2 separate regions of the Gossypium hirsutum genome follow, and region 2 is linked to region 1. Evidence: chromatin contacts called from public Hi-C data. All regions are on one chromosome and are shown on one strand. Each heading gives the region's core, a stretch centred on a gene start, on an enhancer-like site or on the middle of the called end of the contact. The rest is flanking DNA. Distances are from core to core; before and after follow the strand shown.

Region 1 (2,790 bases), core at 154-2,653:
TACCATAAATTCTAAATGTTCTTTTCTCTCCCCTATTATCTTAATATTATCTTGAAATCTAAAACAACTTGGGTTCTTATTTTTCTTTTTTCAAACAATATCACATAAAATATGCTTTTTTTTATTTACCTTAATAATAAATTAATAAGATTACCATAAAAGTAAAATCATAAAGCATCTTTACCCTCACTACTTCATGTAAATAAATAGCAATCTGATATTGATAATTTGTACACCAAGATAACTATTTTCTTATTGGACAAAAAAATACAAAAAAGTAAATAAAAAAGGACTATTTACAGCAGTGAAAAAGAAAATTCTTCAAAAAATTTCTAAGGGAAAAAAAACCCTACGATGGAGAAAAAGGGTTCTAAAAAGAAAAAGAAAAATAGTTGTAAGAAAGAAAGTTGAATGACAACCCTCTCAAAACAAATAGTTGAAAACAAAATAATATCCAATCCAGCCGGAACCTAAGAAAGGGGGGGCCAAAAATACCAGAATTTCTAAAATCTTGGTCGGAATCTAATTAACCCAAAGAAAACCAGGCAAGCAAATCTTCACCGACGCGTCTCCGCGTGAAACCGACGCGCTGATCGATTTTGAGAGGGGATCGACAAACCGGGCAGTTAAATTTTAGTTGATCAAGCCAACCATCAAAGCAATCCTTATGAAATACATGGCAGCAATCGAGCTTCCTCACCTGCTCCCCATCTCTTAGGCTGCACAAGCACACAACACAATCAGAGCCCTTTCCTCCCGCGCCGCCACAGTATTTGTAGGAGAAAGCCTTGTTTAAGTTGAGCTGCTCGGCGAGTACGATGAGACTGGCGAGGCCGGAGCCAAGGACTCCAACATCGTCGATGGTAGTGGGCTGGTCTGGGCAAGGGAGAAGGCCAATCAAATGGAGGGAACCAAAGAGGAGTCTTCGGAGATAACCGACGCAGTTAGCGATTATTGCTACGAGAAGAAGCGGGATCGAATCTGAGGACACGTCGCTCAGCTGGCTTTGTAATCCCATCTTTCTTATTTTAGTTTCAGAAAATGTGGAAGTGGATTTGTAGAAAAAGAGTAGTAATATGTAATATGTGTGTGTATATATATTTATAAGCTGAAAGGTGGAATGGAAGAGATTAGATTTTATATAGAGAAATAGAAGCATACAGCGATAAGAAAGAAGAAAAGAAGAAAGAGATGATGTAGGGAAAAGAAGAGGAGAGGAGAGGAGCGGCTAAAGAACGGGAGATTAGGGCCATGTGTGGTGGGGTCCGCTTGTTGAAATTGTTTATTTTCTTTTTCCTTTTTCCTTTTTCCATGCTTTAATACTAACTTCGTTCTATACATCACAAGCTGTGTATTTCTGTATTCCTATTCTTATTCTTTATGTAACTTGGGATTTAATTTTTCATTCATCTATCTATTCTTCTATTATATATTTATATAATATTTTGAAAACCCAACAATTTATGATCTCCTATTTGTATTATTTTTATATTTTTTATGATTAGCAGTTATATTGTCTTTACACTTAACATGGGTCGGGACACCCATTCAGTCTCGAAGGTCCGCCTGAAAAGTGAAAGGATTTCGGCAAAAATATGGGCCCAAAAAATTAGTTTGGATAAAAAATAAGGCCTGTTTCTAAATCGGTCAGGCGTCGAATAAGAATTTTTTGCCCAAACTCGACCCGATTTGTCTAAAAGTTTTTTTTTTGCTGTTGTTTGTTGTTGTTTTATTACCATTTTGCTATTATATTATTACTATCTTATTGTTATTGTTTAGATATTGTATAACTCTTGTTTTATTGTTAATTTTCCTACAATTTTAGAGGCATTTGTTTGTTAAGTTGAAACTATTAGTGTTAACAAGTATCAATACTTTTTCTAATATATTTTAAATTTGTTGTGAAACATTTATTTTAATATTTTTAGTATATTTGATGTATTATATTTTTTAAATTTATTTTTATATAAAAATAATATAAAATTTTAATACGGCCAGGTCAAATTGGACTCAAGTTTAGTATTTTTTATTTGGACTAAGCTTGGATAAAATTTTAGACTCATTTTTTAAGTCAAGTCGAGCCCAAACTTAAGAAATAGACCTAAAATTTGACATCGACCTAACTCGACTCATGATCTAAGTTTAATTCTCTCTGCAATTATTAGGTTTACTTCATTGATGATAAGTTTAACCCACTTAAATTCCGTTTATTTCAATCAAATAAAAGAGAAAAATTGAACTGATTATAATCTTGTAAAATTCCAATTCCAATTTAATATGATATGAAAATATGTTACATGACACAATATTATTGGTCAAAGTATTGGTCAGCTCCATATTATATTGAGATTATTAAATTAGTCTTATTAAAAAATTAACTTTATCTTTTTTTTTGAATTATAATAATAGGGTAAACTCGAATATCTTTTTCTTTTTGAATTACAATAACAGGATAAAATTCTAACAACTAACGCAACTAGCACGACTCGAACCCAGGTTATACTTAAGGTGATGAACACCATTGACTATCAGGCCATCACATAGAGTTTAATTTACTTCAATTTCTAAAATAAAGTATCTTATAAGTAAAATAATTCATAAATGAATTTGGTTTGAAGAGGTATGTTTTGTTTTGATTGCAACTTATGCATTTCAGGTTGGATATGTGATATAAAGAAGAAAACATTTTCAAGCGATTAATTAGTGTGTGTATATATATAATTGTAGTCCTCAAATATGGACATAGAAATGTATGTTGGTGGGAGTGTGACCCAAATAAGTGGGAGATCA
Region 2 (2,790 bases), core at 114-2,613, 600 kb before region 1:
AGGAATTCATATTAGTCCTTGCCAACAGGATCTCAAAATGAGAACGAAAAGCAGCGAAAACCATCATCAAGAGGAACCTGAGTTGTAAGAAGCCTATAAAGGAGATGAATTGATAACTATTTGTGCAAGGAGATCAAACAAATTTGTCACTTAAATAAGTTCCCAATTTCCCACTTCAGTAAGAGTAAGAGCAGGCAACCTCCTAGGGACTGCAATCTGTTTCCTCTAAGCAACCATATTTCTTAAATACAAAAACAATCCCAAGAGAATTTATGAGGTATAGAAACAAACAAAATGGCTGCAGACATATTACTTCAAACTCAGTTCCAACCATTGACCCTTTTACAAACTGGAATACCAGGATTGCCCGAAAGGGTATGCTCATTTTTTCTGTCAAACCTATGTATAAATATGTGTTGGATACAAGTGGTACTTCAGGGGAAGTAAAGAGTAAATAGATTAAATGGCCTTGCATCCCATCGTCCACATATACTTTATCCTTTAGTTATCAGATTGATCAGAGTATTACACACAACGATAGGAGAAGAGATAATAACCTGAAAGCAACAGCAAGGATGAAGGTGAGACCTGGGATGAGATTAAGCATGGCAGTTGCCAGAGTAGGCGAGCTATAATATATCCCAGCATACCCAGAAATCTGGGCAAAGCAACTGCATACCAAATACCATGTAAAATATGAATGAAAGCCCTCAAATCCATAGTTATGTAACTGAAAACCCACATCATAATTTCCATTAATCTTACATACCCAAGAAGGCCAAGCAAGAAAAACCAACAAAGAATAGAGAAAGTGAGTGGAGGACGGTGTGACCTGCAGGGAAAACGGAAAATCAAAGGAGATAGTGAAATGGGAATTATGGAGAGAGAGAGAGAGAGAGAGAGAGAGAGAGAGAGAACGAACGGTACCTGTGGAAGAGAAAAGAAGCAGGGAGGAGAATGAGAGAGGCAAGAGCATTGGAATAGAAAACAAAGACGAAGTTGGGCATCCCATGGGACATTGCTGCTTTGCCCATTATCATGAGTCCAACTTGAGCAACCTCTGCCATTACCATCCCTACAATAGGCAAACCAATCATCTCCTTCCTCATTCTTCAGACCCAATTTCAGTTCTTGCGATCAACTTCTGTGCCACCTCCTTCCTAGGACTGAATTTTAAGTAGTTGGATTGTGAAGCAAATAAGTGGACACTTTCATTTCAATTTTAGTTATTAATATCAATTTTAAAGTCCTTTTATATTTAAAATACATACGCAGCCATAGCTACCAACAAGGAGTTATAGACGACAAGCAACGAGTCCAAGTCGCGGCTGACATAGCTCCTTTCGTCATTGCCTCCTTACCCAATACCTAGATTCTTGTGTGAGCATAAATAATGATTTAAATATTATACTACAACACAAAAGATGTAGCATGTTGAGTACGTCAAATCATCGTTGAGGCCGTCGATTTTAGTTGTATAAAAAGTTGAAAACAGCTATCTTTTAAGCATTAAAAAATTTCATTAGTTGAAATATTTTTAGTTTTTATTTTTTCGATACGTAGGAACTTTAAGCTTAATTGGTATTTATAGTGGTGATTTCTCGTAAAAAATCACCAATTACATTTCCCACTATCACACAAGCAAAAGTATGAAAGTAGTGGGTTGCAAAACGTGGGGTCATTCCCACGAACCAAAAGACAATTCCAACATTCTCCCATGTATCATAATGCATGAATCATGACAATATTTTCTCTTAAAATTTGAGTAGTATCTTCCATGTATCACAATATATAATGTCTCAACGTTTTAGCCCAATTTCTTAATGAATAAACCCAATATTTATTCCAGGTCTAAACTTTAGTGACATTTTTCAAAATAATAAAATTAATGTGCACACAAAATATGAGAAATATCAAACTTAATAGAGTTTCTTTATAATCGTTCTTCTAACGAAAATTTACAATGTGGGAACAAGTCCCATAGTGACAACATGATCCTTAAATTTGTATGGTGGCATGCCTTTAGTCAAAAGATCACCTAACATTTGCTCAGTGTTAATGTGCTCAATGACCACTTTCTTTTCTTTAACATGTTCCCCTATGGCTAAATACTTAATGTCGATATGTTTACTTCGACTTCCACTTTTTTTTGTTTACAGCCATAAAGACAACAACTGAATTGTCACAATATATCATCAACGACCTAGGAATCAAATCCACAAGTCTAAACCTAGAAACGAAACTCTTTAACCATACTTTATGTGAGGTAGCCTCAAAACATGAAACGAACCCAACCTTCATAGTGGAAGTAGCAACTAAGGTCTGCTTGATACTCCTCTAAGATATAGCTCTGCCAGCAAATATAAATATGTAACCTGATGTTGATTTACGTGAATCAACACAACTGACAAAGTCTGAATCGGAGTAGCCAATCACCTCCAAATTGTCTGATCGTTTGTACGTAAGCATGTAGTCCTTTGTCCCTTTAAGATATCTCAAAACTTTCTTTGCAACTCTTCAGTGGTCAATACCTAGATTACTCTGATATCTTCCCAACATTCCAACTACAAATGCAATATCAAGTCTTGTACAGATTTGAGCATACATCAGGCTTCCAACAATAGAAGCATGTGGAATGTTTTTCATTTGCTTCATCTCAAATTCGTTTTTCAGGCACTTGTTCAAATTGAACTTATCACCCTTCACGATAGGAGCAGCACTCGGTAAATAATCTTTCATCCAAAATATTTCAAAAACTTTTGTTCATATAGGTTTCTTAAGATAAACCTA

Evidence for each region. Hi-C and Micro-C count contacts between places; a contact is called where the count stands out from the background.
Region 2: a contact with region 1 is called in a Hi-C map of leaf, with 2.7 times the contacts expected there. The contact joins the promoter of LOC107903705 here to the promoter of LOC107903974 in region 1. A contact is called at or near these places in 2 of 34 Hi-C or Micro-C datasets (callus and leaf).

Annotation. Positions count from the first base shown.
Region 1 is chrD05:46,701,746-46,704,535 of Gossypium_hirsutum_v2.1, reverse strand. LOC107903974 (E3 ubiquitin-protein ligase RHA2A) reads right to left here and starts at 1,403. Exons shown (of 1, transcript XM_016830211.2): 1 at 200-1,403. The coding sequence starts at 1,159. The coding sequence ends at 527.
Region 2 is chrD05:47,303,298-47,306,087 of Gossypium_hirsutum_v2.1, reverse strand. It overlaps LOC107903705 (WAT1-related protein At3g28050), which reads right to left and starts at 1,363. Exons shown (of 9, transcript XM_016829849.2): 1 at 1,272-1,363; 2 at 928-1,166; 3 at 770-832; 4 at 558-671. The coding sequence starts at 1,109.